4 separate regions of the Mus musculus genome follow, and all the other regions are linked to region 2. A link is a contact called in public Hi-C and promoter capture Hi-C data. All regions are on one chromosome and are shown on one strand. The core of a region is the stretch at or near the end of the contact, and the rest is flanking DNA. Distances in the headings are between cores, read along the strand shown.

What was found. Promoter capture Hi-C pulls out the DNA fragments that hold promoters and counts their contacts. Hi-C and Micro-C count contacts between places; a contact is called where the count stands out from the background.
Region 1: a contact with region 2 is called in a Hi-C map of uterus, with 4 times the contacts expected there. The contact joins the enhancer-like site here to the promoter of E330013P04Rik in region 2. A contact is called at or near these places in 13 of 39 promoter capture datasets (3T3-L1-derived adipocytes, the C10 cell line, the HPC-7 cell line and 7 more), 9 of 484 Hi-C or Micro-C datasets (the G1E-ER4 cell line, cerebral cortex, cranial neural crest and 3 more) and 1 of 9 other capture datasets (embryonic stem cells).
Region 3: a contact with region 2 is called in a Hi-C map of adipose-derived mesenchymal stem cells, with 4 times the contacts expected there. The contact joins the enhancer-like site here to the promoter of E330013P04Rik in region 2. A contact is called at or near these places in 5 of 39 promoter capture datasets (cranial neural crest, embryonic stem cells, hematopoietic stem and progenitor cells and 2 more), 1 of 15 datasets of contacts at CTCF or cohesin (the NIH/3T3 cell line), 7 of 484 Hi-C or Micro-C datasets (the 3T3-L1 cell line, adipose-derived mesenchymal stem cells, embryonic fibroblasts and 3 more), 5 of 115 datasets of contacts at active chromatin or transcription factors (the NIH/3T3 cell line, embryonic fibroblasts, embryonic forebrain and 2 more) and 1 of 9 other capture datasets (embryonic stem cells).
Region 4: a contact with region 2 is called in a promoter capture Hi-C map of second pharyngeal arch cranial neural crest, with 6 times the contacts expected there. The contact joins the enhancer-like site here to the promoter of E330013P04Rik in region 2. A contact is called at or near these places in 9 of 39 promoter capture datasets (the 3T3-L1 cell line, HPC-7-derived erythroid cells, cranial neural crest and 5 more), 5 of 484 Hi-C or Micro-C datasets (the N1E-115 cell line, cranial neural crest, embryonic fibroblasts and 1 more) and 1 of 9 other capture datasets (embryonic stem cells).

What each region holds. Positions count from the first base shown.
Region 1 is chr19:59,993,605-59,999,053 of GRCm38.p6, forward strand. No RefSeq gene overlaps it. Among named protein-coding and RNA genes, the nearest start is that of Gm41879, 43 kb to the right of the region's middle. Within about 2 kb of position 1,632, at least 4 of the 459 cell types and tissues checked have an H3K27ac peak or open chromatin away from gene starts, as enhancers often do. A contact at or near this core is called in cancer-associated fibroblasts and uterus, where this site is marked.
Region 2 is chr19:60,143,378-60,148,682 of GRCm38.p6, forward strand. It overlaps E330013P04Rik (RIKEN cDNA E330013P04 gene), which reads left to right and starts at 1,298. Exons shown (of 5, transcript NR_026942.1): 1 at 1,298-1,458.
Region 3 is chr19:59,886,095-59,891,482 of GRCm38.p6, forward strand. Gm46660 (a long non-coding RNA gene) reads right to left here. Exons shown (of 2, transcript XR_001782703.2): 1 at 3,411-5,388. Among named protein-coding and RNA genes, the nearest start is that of Gm46660, 4.5 kb to the right of the region's middle. Within about 2 kb of position 3,032, at least 15 of the 459 cell types and tissues checked have an H3K27ac peak or open chromatin away from gene starts, as enhancers often do. A contact at or near this core is called in the NIH/3T3 cell line, adipose-derived mesenchymal stem cells and embryonic fibroblasts, where this site is marked.
Region 4 is chr19:60,013,522-60,018,821 of GRCm38.p6, forward strand. No RefSeq gene overlaps it. Among named protein-coding and RNA genes, the nearest start is that of Gm41879, 23 kb to the right of the region's middle. RefSeq lists an enhancer at 1,921-3,316. Within about 2 kb of position 2,545, at least 7 of the 459 cell types and tissues checked have an H3K27ac peak or open chromatin away from gene starts, as enhancers often do. A contact at or near this core is called in second pharyngeal arch cranial neural crest, where this site is marked.

The DNA of each region.
Region 1 (5,449 bases), core at 382-2,881, 150 kb before region 2:
ATATATATCCGTTTTAGAGGCTAGACCTCAGAATTAAGGTGCCAACATGGATACACACCCTGAGTATTGGGAGAAAGAACCCATCCATTCTTCCATGTTCTAGTGAGCTGTGAACATCTCCTGGTTGACCCCTGCCCTCACTTCACCTTCTCCTCTATGCCTGTCTTTGTTTCTGTTTCTTGTGGGGCACTTGCCATTGGAGAGACACCTGCATACACTTAGATTATTATACTTAGAGATCCTTCATTAATGACTTCTGCCAAGAACCCTCCCAAGTTAATTCCCCCCCCCCAAAAAAAATGTGGTGTTCACATATTCTGAATGTTGGAACCTCACTCAATTTGGGGGCCCACACTCAATCTACCTCATGTATGTTAACTGGATCAATCCCGCAAAGAACGAACAGGCTAAGAAAGAGCTGCCTGAGAGGCAGGAAGAAAACTGGAGCATGATTGTGTCCAGTAAGGTAAGAGGACCCAGTCCCTCAAGGCAGAATCTGTGATGGCTACAAATCTATCAGGGTAAGAGTGGGTAGATCCAAGTGGTGACCCTGATGAGTGTTGTATTACCACAGTGATGGGGCCTACAGATTAAGGGATGCAGATTACAGCTAGAGAAGTTTGGGGTTTTTTTGTTTTTTTGTTTTTTGTTTGTTTGCTTGCTTGCTTTTTGTTGTTTTGTTTTTAGAGTCATTACAAGAAAAGACCTCAATGAAGAAGGTACACTATGCAGTTAGAGGATTGGGAAAGAGGCAGCTGAGGCTTGACTGTAGGGGGAACTTAGCCTGGGAGCTAGGAGAGTTGTTGGTAGCTTGTTGTTGTTGTTGGGGGCAGGTAGAAGAAGGGAAGCTAGAACAAAAAGCCACAAATGGGCTTTCCAAAGGGCAGAGATATAAATATAAGTCCAAGCATAACTTGGCTAGTAGGGATATGGATCTGGGACTCATGAGCCAATAGAAAGGGTTCTACAAGTCAGGAGAGCAGATGAAAGGAAGATTCTAGAAGAATATGGAGAATGGGTATGCACTGAATGGGGTAAGAAGAGAGAACCTTCCTAGGTGAGCAATAATGAGGCCATATGTGAGCTTGGCCAGAGGAACTTATAGGTGGAGGATGAAGTTACATAGCAAGAAAGTGACACAGAGAAGACAGGGTTATGAAGGGAGGAGATTTCAAAGGAAAGGGGGGGATGGAAAGGTAAGATGCACTTGCAAAGACCCCTGGGACTGCTGGAGGACTCATGCCAAGAGAGCCACTTCCTGTGACCCTGCATCTATTGCCTTCAATTTGTAGCCTGGAAAAGCATCCTGCACAAAGCTCCTAGGTGAATTCAGGAGAAGAACAACTCAACAGGGAAAAAGAGGTATTCATACCTAAGATGTCAAGAGAATTCTGAAGAGCCAAAGACCTAAAGGAATTGGAAGAGGGCAAGATAACCCTAGACAAGAAGACATCCTCTTTTGTAACTCAAGAGAGCCCAGGGAAATTGTCAGGGGAACCTCATGTCCCCTGGCTGTAGCTGAGAGGTTGTTGCCTTCGTTTTTGTGTTTTCATAACCACATGGAGCATGCATGAGTCTAAGCAGATGAGTCACTCCACTAGATCAGGTCTTGTCCAGGTCACCATGACCTTCAGCATCACTGATGGTCATCTCTCAGCCTTCCTCTTACTCATGTACAGTGTTGGACACTGTTGATCAGTTGTTGTCCTTCAAAATAGTCTTTTCTAGTTGTGTTAGTATCCACATATACCTAATGTAGCTAGAAAAGATATATAGTATAAAAATATATATAATAAATAATATATGTGTGGATATATATACATATGTGTATATATGTGTGTGTGTGTGTATGTGTGTGTGTGTATAAAATGCTCCTCCGAATAATCTGAGCCCCATTTCTTTTTGTTGTTGTTGTTTTGTTTTTGTTTTGTTTTGTTTTTTCCAGGACAGGGTTTCTCTGTATAGCCCTGGCTGTCCTAGAACTCACTTTGCCCATTTCTTATTTTAGCCACCGCTATGAAAAAACATTCAAATGAAGGCTTGCCAACTTTGGGCTTTGTATAAGTTGACCATGACTCATTTCTCTTGCTTCCTATCCTGGGGCAAGAAAGAACTAGATGGCAGCAGAAACCAGATCACAGCAACTCATAAAAAAATCCAGGGATGCAGGGGAGTTCTCATCACTTGGAGCAACCTTTTGTTATCCCAGATGGATCTGATGGCCATGTGCTTATTCCATTTTGGAGGCTTGTTCCATACAGCATGAACCTTTCTTCCTCACTGCTCACAGCCCAAAGAACTGACTCACCACTATGGCTTCTTCCTATTCCTGTTTTGTTCTCCTTATTCCTTTCTGAAACCCATTTGAAAATAAACTGCTCCATATGTGGACCTCTATTTCAAACTTTCCTTAAGAAAAGACCAGGCTAAAAGTCCTGGTTTGGGGGTAGAATTCTAAGCATATCTGTACACACAGCTTCAACAGGCTATGCTACTTCACAGTGGGTCTGACTTCCAGCTGGTTGTAGATGTGCTGGAATCCTTTAGATGCTCAGATGTCAGTTGGTGACTTGAGATTATGTTGTTGGCTCATTCCATAACCTATATTATTATTTTCATCCCTATGAGGTTCAAGGGTATTTTGTTTGTGTCTACATGCCAGAGATTAGCACCACCCCACTTATCACTAGAAATAAGGTATGGTTGAGAAATGATCCTGCTTCCAAATCCTACCCTGGGTTCTGCTTCCTGGAGTCACTGAGGATACCAAGAGTCTTAATCTTAACTCCTCCAAAGAAGAGCCCCAAATGAAGGTCCATACACAGGTAGTTTGGTTTGAATGTAGTTCTCCAAGTAGAGGAGTAAGACAGAAGGACAGAAGACAAAGAAACCAGGATGGATGGATGGTCTCAATAAGATCTTCATATTTCCTAGATATTATGAAGTACATTTATCAACTTGTACTCAGGAGTAATGGGAAGTGTTTAACCAGGTGGTGTTACCAGCTTGGAAGAGACAAGGTAGAGAGAGGATGGCTAGTATGAGCTCTAAGCTGGAGTAGCTAGTTGTCAGAATGCCTTGACTGTCCCGTCCAGCAGGACTCAGTTATTTGTGGGTGCGAGGGGGACCACAAACCTGGGAGAAAATGAGATGGGAGAGAAAAGAGGAGTGGAGACCAAGTAGAACGTTCCTATCAAGGTCTCCGTTTATTAGGCTGAAACTCTGGGTTTTAAAGCATACATTGAGGGGAATAGGGAGGGGTTGAGGGGGAATTAACAAAGAACAAAGAAGTGGGCATCAGGGGACATGAGGGCCGAAGTCAGGCACCAGGCGGCAGGCACTCTGTGTCTTATCTCCTGAAGGTGGAATCCTCCTTAACAGCCTTGGGTGTCAGGCCAGGCTCAGCATGTAACTCATGTCCTTGGAAGTCATGGGAGTCAGGAAGAGATAAGGAAGAGGGGACTATAATTCAGCTTTTACAGCCTCTGGTGCCAGGAAGGGAACAGGGAGAAGGGAGTGATGACCCGCTCCTTAGCACAAGGCCATTTGGCTTGTCAGGGTGGGAGACTGTGAAGGACTCGCTTTCTCACGGTATGGTCTCCAACTCTTGACTTTATAAGAACCTGCAGAAGCGACCAACTAGGAGACCTTGTGATAACAGCAATGACTGGAAGAAGGTGAGCTGGCAGACAGAAAGAAGATACATTCTGCTGGTAGGAAACAGGTTCTTCACTCAGTGCCCAGATCCATGTCAGCTAAAACCCAGAACCTAATGCTGGAAGACAGGCGGGTCCTCTAGGGTACTGTTTTTCAACTCAGGATATTTTTACTTCCAAAGAATGTGTCTCAATGTCAGAAGACACTTTTGGTTGCGGTGGTTAGAAAAGGCAGGGTCTTGGTGTTTTGGGCACCCAGTTGGAAGACCTTATTACAATGATTTCAATCCTTCAGAATAAACATGGACCCACCTGCAAATATCAACAGTACTGTGACTGGGAAGCTCTATTTTATAAGACGCCTGTGACACCACTACAGTTCGTATGGTAAGTCCCTACTTCCCATCTCAGAAGGGCTTGCAGTTAGGACACCTGGGTGTGGGTGAGTATGCCTTCTCTGTCCAGACTCCCTGTTTAATCCAGTCAGCAAATTAACTTCTAGGGGAAGACTTAACACCTTTATCTTTACCATTTTTCTCCTTTCCCCCTTGCCTTCTCTTGGGGCAGAAAGTACAGATATTTGTGGGTGGCTTGATAAATCATTAAGGTCTAGTTGAAAAATCAGAGTGGAACAGGGGATTTACCAGCCTAGGAAATGTATAGCATTTTAAGTGCTCATTGGCTTCCCTGGTTATTAATAATAAATTAATTTAATTGATTTACTTATTATTAATTATTATAATTATAAATTATTATTATTCACAATAATACTCACGGTCAAGAATGACCTTGAACTTTTGACCCTCCTGACTGCTGGTATTTGTAACTTTAACTTTTTTCAAATCCTATTTTTTAATGATGGTTCTTAAACGCTTTAACCTCCCTTGTAGCCCACCACCCACCTGAGGTAGTGGAAAAGAAAGGGTGGGGGAGGGGTGGGAAGAAAGGTTCTTTGGAGCAACTCCCGCCTATGTTGACTGGAAATCAGCAGTTCAGTTCACAGGTTAGCAGTGGCAGCTCAATCCACTCAAAAACACTTCATGGATACACCAGCAGTCCAGTTCAGTGGAATCAGGTTAGCAACAGTGGTGACAAGACCTAGCAGAGACAGGCCTCAGCCTTGGCTCAGATCAGCAGGAGGGACCAACAGGAACACCAGGAGAAGTTCTCAGCTGTGCTTTTCTCAAGGAAGCGAAGATCAGCAAAGATGAGAGACCCACAAGCATTGCACATCTAGCTGTTCCAGCAAGCTAAGCTCTGTCTCTATCACTCTGTGGAGTCCTGTTTATACCCTTCAAACATCACATGTCCTCCACATGCCTTGCCTCAGCAAGGCTCTTACTTCAATATGGGTCTTGCCTCAGCATCTGCATCTAACTTTTGAAAGTGGCAAGAAACTGCATTATGCCAGTAGAAGTTTTTTGGTGTGTTTCTCTCTATGCAATCCTGACAAATGCAGCTCATCTATGCAATGTAAGAAGGACCAATGCATGCATGTTGTTAGCAAAGAATCCTTCATCACATGTCCTTGCAAGTGTTTGCTTTAGCAGAACTTCTTCTCTTCTGTGTCTGCTTCAGCGAAACATTCCTTCACGAGTGTCTGCCTTAGCCTGTCACACCTGTGTCCACTTTAACAAAACATTCCTTCACATGTTTGCCTCAGCAAAACGCCATCCAACATTACTGACTTTCCAATGAACCCTTAAGTTTCCACTTCAGGTATTACAAGTGTAAAGTCATACCTAGTTTTAGGAGATGCTAGTTAAAACCCAGGGCTTCATGGCAACCACTTT
Region 2 (5,305 bases), core at 48-2,547:
TGCCCCTAGTTTGTTTGTTTTAAGCCACTGACTTTCTAGTAAACATATTTCAGAGACTTTTGAGTCATCTTCAGAACTTTCAAAATCAACTTGAAGATGTTTTCTTGAGGATTTTCCCCTCTGAATATTTCTATAAGATCTGTTACTATTAATGTTTATCAGAAGGTGGGTTTAGAAGTGTCATAATTTTATATTTGATGACAACAAACACAAAAGAAAAACAAAAACTGCTTCCACTGTAACTTTGTCTCTTTCAGTATTTTCTGTATAGGAGTTTACATTTACTAAGGCAAAGAGAGTTATCCTTGGCTCTAAGAGGGAAAAAAATTATAAGCTAAGTCCTGAGATTATAGGGGGTTTGTTGTTGCAGTTGTGGTTTGGTTTGGTTTTGCTTTGGTTTTTGTCCCTGACATTCATATTTGTTCTACATCAAGAAATGATGAACTGGCAAGATGGCTGGCTCACTGTAAACACACTTGCCACCAAACCTCAGGACATGATGTCAATCCCCAAGACTTACATGGTGGAAAGAGAAGCAGACTCCTTCAAGTTGCCCTCTGACCTTCACAGTAGGACATGAGCTCACACACGTTCAAATAAATAAATAGAAAAAAAAATTTAAATTCAACTACTGAAGTCCCAGAGCTATGTGTAGGTCTAACATATCTTTGACATTCTGTACAATGTGAAATTGATGGTACCGTTTTTGCTGCTGGTACTTTGGGTTTTTTTGTTTGTTTGTTTGTTTTGTTTTTGTTGTTGTTATTTTGGTTTTTATTTTTCTTCCGGGTAATAGAATGTTCTTTTACCATTTAAGAAGCTTAAGTAACATTCCCACCCAGTAGACACTTAGAAAACTTTTGTTGAAGTTCAGTACTAAATAGGTAGATTTAGTTGCTCCTGTCTGTCTCAATTCCCTTTTCTGACTTAATAAAGATTTAAAATGCCACGTTTACAATCTGACCGGGATATTCTGTGGAGGATTCCCCTACAGTCACCAAACAAATCAAGACCATTTAGGTTTCGTGTAAACACTGAGATGGTGATAATAACCTATTAGAAAAGTAGTTTGGGAAGGATTGTTTTCGGACTTTTTTGGTTCGCTGTGAACAGACCTGATCATTTGCGTTGGTGCCTGACACAAGTGGTTCTCATGCGCCATCTAGTGGCTGCTGTGAAACTGTGCTGTGTCACGGGAAACCCTTTCTGAACAAGCCTTACTGTTGCGAATTCCTGTCCCGGTCGTCGGGCAGCCACTGGACACTTGCCCATCTTTCAGCCTTTAAATTGAGAGGAACCACCGAAGAACGCATGCACAGTGTTTCCCAAAAGCCCTGTATCCTTGGGAGCAACCAAGATGTAATCGGTCAGAGAAATGGTTTCTTCCTGGATCCATGTGAGTTAAACTGTTGTGGGACTGGAGACACTCGCGCCTGCAGAGTTGTGGTGACAAGCAAGGTAAGCCGGGTGACTTTTGTAACCCTTTTTCCCAGCAGAGACTACTCCTGTGTGTAGAAACCACGGCCTGGCAGCGACTTCTCTAACTCATAAAACTTGCTCTAACACACGGGGGAAAAAAGCTTCACTTAATCCAGTATCCTGTGTTGATTCCTGCCTGCGACATCTTAATTCTTACCCACGGGCAGGAGGACTGCTCTCGGCTGTGGACAGTGATGTGGATTTCACAATATTCAATAATCAGACTTTTCATGGGGGCTATTCCAGTCAAATATTGATTTAGTCAGAAAGGAGTGATAGAAATACAGCTCTGTAGGTTTATTCTTGTTAAAAGTCCAAAGTAGAGTGCAGACTTTGAGAGTTCTTCTTGCAGAAAGTATTAGCAAAAAGTAATGTCCAGGCAGCCCCAAGTGATACAAGACAGTTAGCTATGAATTTCACAAACATCATTAAATGTGTGTGGATGTAGTGCAGTACTGGAATGAGAGAAGATAACTAAAATTAAGATAAATAGCTTAGGAACTCACAGCCAGGGAAGCCGTAATTCACAAGTTTTCTAAGCTAGTGTTCTTATTGCCTTTAGGAATAGGAAGCATTGCTTCCAAAGCTGGGTTAACCACTCTTGAAAAGCATAAGGTACAAAGTAATTTACTCTCTTATTTCCAAGATTAAAAACCCTACGATAGTATTGTCCTCGCCCTTAATGCTTTCGGAGAAAACACTCATCCTACAGAAATACACATTTGTCTTCGGAACTCTGATCTCTCTCCTGTGCTGGGACTGGGGTTCACAGCATCTCAAACCCTGTTTCTCAGGCCTTATCTAAGGGTTATCTATTTCCATGGAAACACTGATCGACTTGAGACATCTCCAGTGCTCATATTTAGCAAAGTCTGTGAAGAGTGTCGATGTAGGGTATCCGATTATTACTCAAGTGAAGCCCCTGTGTCAAAAAATTCTAAGAATCATTATCTCCTTTTGAATACTGTTTGAAATTTTTGAATCCACTATCTGGAAACTGAAAGAATAAAAAAAATACTGGCTCATAAAAATAAATAAAAACTGTGGGTTTGTGTTTCTACTGTGGCATGCCTGCTAAAATGTCTACCAAGTGAAATTCAAAGATGTCCGCTTTTCTCAATGTTAAATATTCAATTTCCCAAATGTTGTTCCATGTTAAAATTTAAAGGGAGGGCTGGTTGGTTGATGGCTCAGTGGGTAAAATTGAAAGGAATTTTTTTCTAGATTTTTTTTTTTTTGGCAGTACCATGATTCATCAAAAACCTTGTTTGTACCATGAAAAGAAAGAAAACAAAAACTTGCAATATTCTAACATCTGGCCCATGCTATTTTCTAAGCTTTTTCATACATGCTTTATATACATCAAGTCCTATACCATAGCTCAGCTCACGCAAACCCATTTTCCCATAAACCAATAAAACACCTTAAAATACAGATCTGGAACTAAAAATAAATAACATTAATATCCTATTCCGTCACAGGCCAAGTAGGAATGAGCCGTTCTGCTAAAGCTGTCTTTGGTTGCCGGGATGTTCACTCCAGGCCAGAGGAAATCACTCGGTTCTTTCAGACGCCTTAAGTCTCCCTCCTGTCCACGTTAGAGAGATGTTGCTGAGATAACACAAGACAATCTCAGGGAGGTTCTGTGCTCCGGAGAACATAAAGGGAATGCATTGTTTCTCACAGTCTGGCTGGAAGGGTGTAGCACACGGTAAAATTAAGACCTCCTCCTTCATTGTGCAGCACAGTTGGGCTGTTTGATCTCTAAGTCCTTGGGTAATTGGAGTCTACACAGCATGTGGAATCTGGGTCTGAGCATCTCCCCCTCTTGCCCAAAGCCCTGCCTGGGGGCACGGTTCACCCCCTAGCTGGATTCTGCTTATGTTTGGGGTTCTGCTTTGACATAGGCATTGTTTGCAAGCTGGGAAAATGAGAACATGGTGGAGGCTAGAAAAGGAAGATATACCCGTTTGTTATCAGACACACCGAAGTGAATAGGAACCCAAGTTGAGAATGGCAGCTTCCTGCATGTGGGGAGCGCCCTCCCACATTCCACAGCCTCCCAGATACGGCAGGTTTCTGATTCAAGGCCCCCACACGGGTTTGTTTTTCACACCAGATTTCCATGGACTGCACCTGTCTGCTTCAGGTCATTATGACCTTTCTTATCTATGAGCTCTAAGGTGCCAGCGCTTGGTTTATACTTCATTCATTCAACAAATAACCCAGGCTGTGCTAGGTGCTCTGGGAACTACAAGCCCCTGCAATGAGTCACAGCATGCTTCTGTCTTCAACAAGTAGGAGTAACAGATGGACCCAGGTTGCCCAGGGCTTCTTTAAGAAGCACAGGCTGTAAGGAGACTCCACACACAAGCACGATATACCATAAATTAGAAACTTCACCTTTGAGCCAGGCAAGGCTGCTCCGGTTTGCTCACGCTGCCATTTCCTTTCCCGGGAAACCCTGGGTAGATCCAGGTTCCAGGTGCCTGAAGCCTATGCGATATATCTAGAGACCTGTTTTAAGAATCAGAGGACAAGATTATCAGAGCTAAACACAGGGCCACAGAGGGAGGCCTGCAAGGTAAGAGACTTCAGTAGTAAGCTTTGCTAGCTTCTCTGACAAACCCTCTTCAGAGAAAATAACAGTAATTATCAGTGAAAAGCCATTCACTTTCTCGAACACTCATGCTCAGACACAAGTGGGGTCATTCCCTCCCCCCACCCCCACACACATACTTTACAAATTGAATTGCAAAGAGTTTGGGATGCCTGTCTATGGTTGTCCCATAAGATCCTCTTTTTAGCTTCTCTACACCCAAAACAGTGACAAGTTACTGTGCCTGCCCCGGAGAGTAAAATTAGCGAATGACAATGAACTGGCTGGGGTCTCTATACACTCTGGTGTCTTAAAAGTTAAACCCCTAAGTGGCCTTTGACTTAAGTTGAACTCTGTGGACTCAGACTCTAGGTAGGAGGAATCTCAGAAGCACTGTGTGTGTGTGTGTGTGTGTGTGTGTGTGTGTGTGTGTGTGTGTGTGTGTGTGACACATGTCGGGGAGAGGGGTATTTTAGCAAGTGAGTTTCTCCAGTTTACTTTATATACTTTTTGAATAACAACAAGAGTTCTGACCTGTGATCTATAAGGGACATACCTTGTGTCTATATTTCCTCTGCCAGTGGAAAACAATGACTTCTCCCAAATCTTTGGCAAGTCTGTGAGAACCCATTTTCTTTCTTAGGTTCTTAGCACAGTCTTTGGTGTGTCTGCCTCAGATACACTATGAAAGTCCCTTAGGCCACAGCCCTGTATGGAGTTCACCAGACAGGAAAAATAATAGGTCTCATGTGTGTATTTGGTACTAGCTTAGAAACCCTGCTCTGTGGCCTTGGGTGAGGCACTTAACTTCTCTATGCCTCCATTTCTACATCTGTGAAGTGGGTTGATAGAAGAATCTTCTCAAGGGATGTTGTGAGGAACACTGTAAGTGTTAAATAGCATTGCTCCAGTAACTGTGCACTTCTGTGCAGAAATCCCAGATGGGGGCCATTCCAGTGGTCACTTCCCTTCAGAACCAACAGTGAGTTGTTTTCCAAATCCCCATTTCTTCAACTGTCTCTCATTGGAGTGGTCGTATATACTGGGTCTGTCTGTGGGGCACCAGTTTATCCTAGAAATGGCCCATTAAATAGCACTCTCAGGCTTCCCGGCAATTGCTAATTAAAGTGGCATTAACCCTAATGGGCTGGAAAGCGGGATTCTTGTTTCCCACTGTGGTTTCCAAAGGCTGAGCCCTGGCACCCACATGCCCGTTCTGGGCCACTC
Region 3 (5,388 bases), core at 1,782-4,281, 260 kb before region 2:
TGTGAGTGAGAGAGAGAGAGAGAGAGTGAGTTGGGGGAGGTAGCCACATTTGAAATAGAGATTTTGAATTTGCTTTGTCTGGCTCTTGCCATACTGTTGTTTTTCCATTCGTGGCTCTTCCTCATATTCTTATATCACATGCATATTCATTCCCTAATATCCTCATTTCTGTCCACTCCCATCTTATGCAACCACTGAGGCATGTCTGGGTGATCTTTCATTGTGTTTGTGTTCTAGGAAAATGCAGAGTTTTATTCGATATCATGGCCCACTTATATACCCAGTGCTGCTGCATAGATGCTATCCTGTTCCATGCTGGGAAAGGGTTGTGCTTATGTTTTCTCCTAAGTCCACATTACTGTATGTGTATCTGTCCTGTGACCATCAGACAGGACAAAGCATTTATGACACATGCACTCTATATTTCATCTGACAGTGAGCCCTGCTGTGGCAGTCCTGGATACTGTCAGAGATTCCCATGGACACATTGTGAAAGATACAGTTGCCAACCTCAAAGGCATGCTCACTAGATTCATCACTGTGTATACACAGTATATACACAATGTATACACAGTATACGCTGTCCTTCGGCTCTCTAGTACTGAAGAAGGTCCCTAGACTCCTACATGCCACCAACACTGGACATCACCTGGCTTTCATTCTACAAATCTAACTTAGTACCTCCTGGAATATCACAACTGTTTTTCTTGAAACCCTCAGATTTTAAGATTATGTTGTGCTTATCCTCAAATCTGCAAAGCACTTGGAGTACTCACTGCATAAATGACTCATTACACAAAAAGGCAGAGCCAACAAAGGTGCTTGGGGGAAGATTAAGCCACTGATTCTTATGACTTCCACCTATAGACTGTCAAGGAAGGAAGGAGGGGACCTGTTTTTCACTGTAGTCCTTTATAGATTCAACTTACTGTTCTAACCATTAGACTACATTTCCTGATAGGGGATAGGAAGACATACTTATCAGCAGGGTGTTTTGTCAAGTACAGAAATGAAAGCTACATAAAGAGAAATGTAATGCACAGCTTATAGAGTGAAATTTCCCAAATGACCTCTCTCATGTGTGTGTGTGTGCATGCACATGTACATGCTTGTACACCCATGTGCATGTATGTGTGTGGTTTAAGCATATCCATGTACTTGTGTGTGTGTAGAAGTACTGTGAACATCACTGGCTACCTTCGGTATGTCTTCCTCAAACCTTCTGAACCTTATTTTTTGAAATAGTTTCTCATCGCTGAACCTGCAACTTGCCATTTTGGCTAGGCCAACTAGCTATTGAGTTCCAGAGAGGATCTTTCTCTGTCTCCTCAGTCCTGGAGTTAGAGATACTCACAGCCATGCATAGCGTTCTACATGGGTGATAAGCTATGAACTCAAGCACTTTGCCTACTGGCCCAAAACAACATTTTTTTTTTTAAGAAAACACCACTGCTCCAGTTTGAGACAAAGAACAATGAGGACACAGACAAGTTACTCTAATTGAACAAAAGAATAAATTAGATTATCTGGACCAGAGTCTTGACAAACACTGCTGTATCACCCCAAAAGTGCCTTCCTCCTTTTCAGCACACCGTAATTAATCCCCCAAATACTTAGGTGCTTAGAAAAATTTCTCCCTGAAGCAGCAGAAGTGATTATCATGAATGATAAGTAAATGTGTCAGCATTAGTGCACTAAAGTAAGTCCCATCAATCTACACAGAGACATGCCTCAGGCTGGGTGGACACAGCAGCTGCTCTGAAGAGTGGCCTGGGTGTGTGTCATCCTCTTTTCTCTGCTAACATTACAAGTATATTATGTGTAATCTAATATTTGCCAAGCATCGAAAACTGCTTTTGATTGAATGAATTTACTGAAAAGCTTCATGGATGTAAACAGTCATTGGTGAGAAAAGATTGATTCCTATAATAGGATCCAGCTGTAACTTGCCTTGAGCATGGTCCAAATTCTTTAGGGGAACCTTTGGCTTTTTTTTTCCCCTGCCAGTGTAGTTGAAAATGATATGCTATAGGTCTATTTTTTTTTTTTTTGGTGGGGAAAACTTGTTTAAACACATTCAGAATGCCGCTCCTGTTTTTATTGAAGCTAATCCTCCTGTTTTCCCTTGTTAAGAAAGCTTAAATATAAACACAATCAAATTTGTTCTGTGTGAGCTGGTAAAGCCCACTGCCTGACGATAATAGAAAGTGGACTAAAATAGCTTTCCCTAAACTTATACCAGAGAGGTAGTGCTATTTATTTGTAAGGCAGAATAATGGCACTGCAGACATCAAAGGATTCTGTGCACAATTAAAATTAATAACATTAATTGCAGATGCCTACATTCCATGTTCCCAGGACAGAGACCTAGTGGTACCTACTCCACAGATGGTCTCCTTTCCAGTGAATGGAATAAATAGGGCTTCCTGGGGGCCAATATTGATTGCTTATTATTATGAAAATTTTGCAGCCACATTGAATAACATCCCATTCTTCCCATTCTGGGAGGATCAACTGGTTGGAAGCAAAACTATCTACTTTATTGAAGGTAAAACCAAATTAGTGGGCATTGACACTTCATGCACTAGAAATGGGCTTCTCCATCCTTTTCCCTAAGTTAGAGGGAACTAAACTGGTCTCCACAGTCATCCATAGCTCTAGCCAACTAGAAAAGCCCTCACACAAGTCTTTGCAACTCACAGTGTTGCTTAGGCATCTCAGAATACAGAATGCAGAATGCAGAAACACCTCCCTCAAAGAGGATCAAGTGCTTTAGAGTTAAGGTCCCAGCCTGCCAATCCAGTGAGCTGTACCCACTGAGGCTGGGCAGAGCTAGACTGTCCCCAGAGCTTTCTCTTCTGGAAAACAGAAAGGAAACTGATGGTCTTCTATGGAAATACACAGCCACAGAATTAAGTATCAGAGGAGAGGAATGTGATTTCAAAATCATATCTTACTATCGTATTATTGTGCCTTACTAGAGTTAGAATTTGAAAATTTATTCTTGGTGTAGTAATCAGAGGAAAAACTGAGGGTAAATACCTAACACTGGTATTCATCACACAGCTTAGCGCCAGGTCTCAAGTGTGCCTTCTATGCAAACTGTCATTGTCCAAGTAATTGCTGGCTCATACTTTATATGTCTGCATTTTTGGTCTCTTCACAATCATCTGATGTGCCTTCTTAGTAAATGGTTGCTAGGGAGACTCATTCTCTACTTGGGCAACTATTTAAATTGGGAGACTTCTTGAATGACCTTAATTGGTTAGAGAGAGAAATCCCTGTTGTAATGTGCCTCCTCTTCTGTGTTAGCTTCAGAATCACCCGGATGTGTGGCAAACATTAAACAAACCATCACTTTGATTTGGTGATCCGCACTCACATCAAAGGTACCATCATCAAACACTTACCAGAGGGAGGTGATGAAACCCATTGTGCCTCTGCAGTGCACAAGGTGGACAGTGGGTAGGGTGTCCTGGGGTGTCTGCACAAGGCTCCTTAGAGAGATAAAGGAGGAAAACTCTGGGTGCTGCCGCATGGCAGTTGATAATCAGTGGAGGTCTTGGGTTCAGATCAGTTTTCTCAGCTCAAAACCGAAACTACTAGAATTGGGAAACATGGAAAAACCAGTTTTTATGATTGATGGTTTTGATTTATTTTATTTTGAGGCAGGGTATCATGGCCCTGGAATGGCTTCTCTCTTGTTAAGTAGTTGAGAATGACCTGTGACCTCTGATTCTTTTGCCTCTGCTCTCATGGGCTGCTGATCACCACTACATTGGGTATATGCAATGCTGGGTGTTGAACCCAGGAATTCTTGCATCCTAGGCAAACACTGCCAAGTGAGTTACATCCCCAGTCCCTGAAAAGTACTTTTTAAAAAAATGCAAATGAATACTATAAAACCCTAGACCACTGTATTTTGTAATGTGTTTTAAGGCTATGGGAGAGTCCAGCTGACTTTCCCTTTCTATCAAATCAGGAAACAGATGCAAAAAATTGTTTAGTGATTGAATCAAACTTATGTATGTAGTCCTCTCTGCCTCTCAAACTCTGGAAAATTATGGAGAACATGCAAGATTAAAAGAGGAGTGAGTGTGCTGGCTGGTTTTGTGTGTCAATCTAACACAAGCTGGAATTATCACAGAGAAAGGAGCCTCCCTTGAGGAAATGCCTCCATGAGATCCAGCTGTAAAACATTTTCTCAATTAGTGATCAAGGAGGAAGGGCCCAGGCCATTGTAGGTGGTGCCATCCCTGGGCAGTAGTCCTGGTTCTGTAAGAAAGCAAGCTGAGCAAGCCAGGGGAAGCAATCCAGCAAGCAGCACTCCTCCATAGCCTCTGTATCAGCTCCCACCTCCAAGTTCCTGCCCTATGTGAGTTCCTGTCCTGACTTCCTTTGGTGATGAACAGCAATATGAAAGTGTAAGCTGAATAAACCCTTTCCTCCCTGACTTGCTTCTTGGTCATGATGTAACCATATATACAAACCCTGACTAAGACAAGGAGGTTAGTGGGGATGCCACTTAGTGGCCTGCCCTTTGCACATTGGCCACCTGGAGGAGGGACCATGTTCTGTAATCAGCTGAAGACACAGTTCCTCCCATGCCACTTCTGCATCATGAAGTCAACCAACATTGGATTGAAAATTTTCTTTATCTGTACTGCACGTCTAGATGTTCTTTTTTTCCCTCTCATCATTATTCCCTTCATAATGTAGGACAGCAACCATATATACAACAGTTGCAGCTGACATGGCAAGGATCTGAGGTGATTTGAATGGGCAATGTCTGCAGACTGTGTATGCAAATTGCTATAGTGTTGGATATCAGGGACATAAGCATTGCATATTTTGGGACACAAGGGAAATATGGCATTGATTTCCTAGAGACATTAAGGGATAACTATAGTATGTTACAGAACAAAATTAGATGGACGGGACAATTTCCCTGTGTCTGATAGATTCCTTCTTAATATATTTGAGACTAGAATCACTATTTTCCTGTTCAATGTTCAGTGGGCAAGCCATGATTTCTATCTGGGAAAACCAGGCAAGAGCCAATCCCTACAGGCTTTTGTTTTGTTTTGTTTTGTTTCTGTTTTTGTTTCCTTTCTACTTGATTGAACAGAGAACAAAAATCACACCCTCCATAGTTAACAGTCTGCGTTGTTTGGCAGGGCCTGGGTTAAGGAGAAATGACAGGGTTATGTTTTGGCATTAACTCTCAAGTGAGACTATGAAGAGTCAAAGCAAGGGTGGGAATGAGTGTGGTGGCAAGAGCCACCAATTTGGTATTCAGGCTGTGAGGGGCAAGGAAGATCCACCTATCTGTCAGGGTATCTGTGAAGAGACCAGCGCCTGGAGGAGCAGGCCTTCCTGCTTGCTTCA
Region 4 (5,300 bases), core at 1,295-3,794, 130 kb before region 2:
ATTTTATCAGTAAGTATATTTTAAAATTTTCAAAATAGCAAAAACTCTTTGAAGTTAAGCATTAACAAAATGCTAACTTCAAGCACAGTGAGAAAAATGATCAGTAACATTTCCATGATGTTTGTAGAACATGATTTTAATATTTTCAATTGTAGCAATCACTTTTATGTGTCACATTCTTGTCACTGTGATGGCCTAGCTTATTTACTTTGTTTTCCTCACTACTGAAGTGGCTCTAAGCTTCTTGCTGATCCCCTATCTGTCTGATGGGATGTGTTTGGTATTAAACGCCTCAAAACTACATCGCACTATTGACTCTTCCAGCATCTTTATGCCCCAGAGGTCTCCTCTGGGAACCTTCACAGGAGAAGACTGGCCACTGAGAACCCCTCTGCAAATGGATCTCTCAACAAAGAACTGAGAAGGTGAGAGACAGGGTGATGGACTAAGCAGAAGCAGAGGGTACTTATTTATAATAGATGCTCCAGAAGGATGGGCTAGTCCTGTCTGTTAAGTACTCATCCCAAGACTTATAACAAGATTTTTTTTTGTCTCTGTGGATGAATAGGCAGCACCCTGATTCTGAAGGAATGAGGTAATGGCCTTTATGTTAGAAACACATGAATAATACAGATGCTGGGATAGGCAATGGCCCAATCCAGCACACACCACATACAAATAGAAGACTGGGGATTCTGGGCCATTCAAGGTAGCATTTTCACAAATATCACACATAAATAATGTAAGAGGCAATGTTTAAGAATAGGAAATACAAAATCCCAGGTGCCCCAGCCAGTCGCCTGGCTCTGTGTGCCTCTGTCTCTTATGAATCTCAGTGGGCATATGGTGGGCAGCAGGAGGTTTTAAAGTTCTCGGTCTTGAGGACACCTCTTTAAATTCTCTTAACTCCTTGTGTTCTGGGGTCAGTGTTTTGAAGAGGGTCAAATAATAGAAAATGATTTTTCTCTTGTTTCTTACATTAACAAAAAGATGAGAACCAAAAGTTCAGAACTTAAGAAGAAAAGCCATCGCTGTATTGCAATGAAATTTTGTCTTTAATCTTTCCTAGGCCTCCACAAAAGTAGAGAATGGTCTAGGCCTGTGCACGGCAGAGCAAATGAATGACTGCAGAACTCACTTATTTTCACAGGGGTGGTATTTATTAAGCCTCTTGACTTTAACCTCACTCACAAAACTATTTTCACATGTAGATGTAATTATGAAATTGAGAGACCTTTCAATTTTGCTAAGAACTCTCAAGTTTGAAATTAGCGATAACCTTCTTTAGCCCCAGAGCTAGCCAAGGTGTACAGCTGACTAATGAAATTGGAAGCAGGAGGTTGGCCAGTTCAGTAAGTCAGATCTGCCGATAGCTACATGGCCGGGCCGGGTCAGTTTCCTGAAGAGCCATTTAAACTTAAGGTGACACACATGTTTATACAATTCATTAGTTATTTGATATTCAAGATAAGAAAGACAAAGATGCATCATTGATGCCATACCTGCTAAAATAAAAATAGCAAGAGTAACAGGGGTGGGGGTGGGGGGTCCTGCATCAAAGTTACCCAACACAATCATATCTCCTCAGCACCAATGTGGTAAGAAAATATACCTATCACAGGCCAGTGTGTCTGATTATTTCCCTCAAACAACAGATTTTACAACTTTGACTCCTTACATCCAATATGGCTGAAAAAAAAAAAAAAAAAAAGGATCGTCCTGCCAAGTCTTCAATGAGAACACAGGTCACAGAGACAGTCATGTTGTAGAATTTACCAGATGAATCCCTTTGCGAAGTAAGCAGAAAATGAAGAAAACCCAGATGGAATTTTAGGGTAAAGATAAAGACAGGATAGTGAGAATTCTCAGTATTTTTTTTAACTATTTCTTTTTCCCAAAGAAAACCAAACTAAAGTGTGTCAAAGTGAAGTGTAACGGGCTGTGCACTGTCCTCGGCAGACAGGGTGGCTCTGTCACCTGTTTGGGCCACCGTGAGTTTATTAGACCTCTGTAAAGCAAACCTGATGTGGGTCATGCGGCGGTCAGCTGCTCATCTCTGCTGTTGTCCCAACTGGCCCATCCAGCTACTCTGGGAAGAAGAGAATGGCTTCTTTAAGGAATCAGGCTATTTATAAAATAAATATTAAATCTAATATCTATTATGCTCAAATGATATTGTGGAGAGCTCCAGTGGCTGTATATTTGCTGAGCACCAGCCTCCTAGGAGTATAAATCGCCCCGTACTGAGGAGAAACACAATACAGTTCGCCAGAGACTCGGCTGCAAGGTGTAACTGCTTGTCTACGGGCAAGTAATGACTTGCGTTTTCAGCTGCTTCTTGGTAAGAGCCTTAGTAATTGGAATCAGTTATTCAAAACATCGCTAAATGTGATTTAAATGGCAAGGATTTAATAACAGAGAAAGAAGCCATTAAGGGGGTTCAAGCAGGGGAGAAGGGAATTCCGTTTTTTAGAGCAGAGGGAGAAAAATAAAGCAATTACTTGATGTAAAGGCCAGAAACAGGACTCCTGCTGTCAGGGAGAAATCAAATCTGTCAGCAATTAGTGAGGTCTTAGGAGGTAAAGAACTCTCCAGTGCTGAGCAGTGAATAAGGGGTTAGCAATTATATGAACTGATAAAAGTGTTCTGGTTTCCAAACAGCGGGTTAACAAGCCTTCCTTTTTCATAACTCGATGCAGATGTGACGGTCACACTTCAGGGTGTTTCTCCAGCAAAGTTCTATAGGACGCCCATCCCAAGCAACTCTCCATCTTAAACTGCATTCTCAGTACAAGCCCCAGACCAGGGGTAGGAGATTTGGATAGCAAAGATTTTCCTTCATTAAAAATCATGTCCCTTGAACATACAATTAGAAACAGAGAGTGAAATGGGAGATCTCTATTCCTGTCCATTCTTCCAGGAGGGTTGTGATTAAACAATAACTTCCCATGGTACGAGCTTGTCACTGAATAAGCAACGGGCTTCATTACTGAATGTTGTTAAGAGATATGTTTATCCATTTTCAGCCCACAGGTGACTCTGCTCTTTAAAAGTCTTTGGAATTGACAGATGCCAGGTCAGAACTCATTGTAAGTGAAGCCTGTGGGGAAGAAAGATAATTATTCAGTCATAAAGAGTTAGAGGGCTTGCTGTTTCACAACCAGGCATTTGAAAGGAGGCCATCTGAGCAGCCTCCTCTAGAACTTAGCCTCGCTGACTGTGAGGGTGACTTGTTTATATTTTCTGTGGCTTGTATACTGTTTGAAAGACATACGCCACAAGACCTAGGTAACACTCACAAAGAAATCAATCACCCGGAGCGTGCTACTGATCTCTCAATGGGAGACAATTAGACAAGTCCTTTTCTCTTTATATCCACACCAATAAATCCAGACTAAGACACTAAGGCACTGAGGGCTTCTTCTGCTTTTTGTACTGTATAAAGTAATTATGAGATCATTTAAATTTTTCCACTCAATGTACAGTGAAGGGATTTTCCATTTTGGGCAAAATTCTTCTGACCAAGAGATTCTTGCCTGCCCTCTTTTCTGGAAGATGAGGTCTGCGGAGCTCCTGGTACTGAAATATCTTTGTATCTTTTTTAAAGCTGAGGATCATGTTCATGCCAACAACCCTACATAGTGTCAGAGAGCAAAAACAGATATGAAGGTAGTTGGGAAGAAGGAGGTCAACAGGGGTGGGAGAAGCTTAAGAGAGAAAGAGGGAAAATGAAAACAGTACATCATATGCAATGTTTGTGTCAGTTACCTTGCACATGTGTATGAAGCTGATGAAAATATCTCATGTCATGTCACTGGAAAAGCTAAACTATGATCTTTAAGTGGAGCCTATGAAAGAAAGACACGGTCTTCTGCAAAGCATTGTGAAGAAGCTGAAGTAAGCATGGTACAGCAGCGCACATCTGACTATAATTAAGGCACTGTGGTTCCAAGGCAGGAGGATTCTCAAAGTCCAAAGCCAGCATGATCTGTCTAGCAAGACACTGTCAATAAGTAATTTAAGTAAGTCACAAATAAAAGCTCAAAGAAAAGATGTATGCATTTTGTGATGTCAAGTTCAGCTGTGGCAATGGCACCTCTATTAGCAGTTGGGTCGTGGTAGAATTTAGTAGCCAGAGAAGACTGTATAGAGTGGAAGGCTTAGAATCCTTTAGAAGATTCCCAGGAATAGAGGAGATGCCTATATTCCTTCAGCACACCCTGGCCTCAGATGCAGCCTCCTGAGAAAGAGAAGCCAGGAGTACTTTGCCAAGGCCATGGCCATCATGTGGGCACCAATGAAGCTGAAGCCTAGGGCCCTGGGTCAAGATGGAGAACTACTCTCCTTGAGAACTAGATGGTGCTGGTTCTTGGTGATTAATTTTTCTGGGTGTGAAATTCCGGTTGGGCCCAGGAAAGACCCTAAGAAGACAGCAGCTCTTCATTTTCACAAGGTTTGGGTCTGTCCCTGGGACTGATGCTGCTGTCACAAGAATCAGTGTTACTGGGTGTTGTGCAAGAGCCTACCCTATCACCAAACTAAAGGCCTAAATGATCCCTGTTAGGGCATTGTGTGGATGTTGATATGCCTAGCTGAATCCTAGCAGCATTCTGCCACAGAACCTTTCTCGACAGCACATGGGAAAAGTTGGTGAAGTACTCTTTCTCTGGAGGATTGGATCAGACAGCCTTCAGGCTTTGGTATGAAATGGCTTTCTAAGTCACTTCCAGGTTTGTGGAAGATGGCTTTCCATGCTCAATTTATAGCCTATGTTGGGCACTTACAAGTTAAGACATTCCTTTGCTTAAAGGATGTGACTGAACTCTTAATTTCATGGTTTTCGCCTACTCAAATTGCTAATTAACCAACCTTCCAAATAGACCAGTCTCTGTGGAACAAGAGAATATATTCTGTTGCTGTTAGGCTACATGGCTGGGCTGGGTCTTCTGGTTAGACTTAAAGGCCAGAAGAGCAAGAGGAACAACCAGGCCATACCTGGGCTATATGGACTTTTCAGCAGCCATATCAAGTCACTGGGAGGGCCCACCTTCCTTGAAGCTATTTTAACCTTCATATAATTGGTCACCAACTAATGAAGTCTATGCGCTGAAAGTGGCTATACTTTGAACTATCACTGGCAAGCCAAAGGTAAACATTCAAAGGCCGTGAGTAGCAGGGACTTTACTGAGTTTTATTTTTTTTCTTTCCATTTTTTATTAGGTATTTAGCTCATTTACATTTCCAATGCTATACCAAAAGTCCCCCATACCCACCCACCCCCACTCCCCTACCCGCCCACT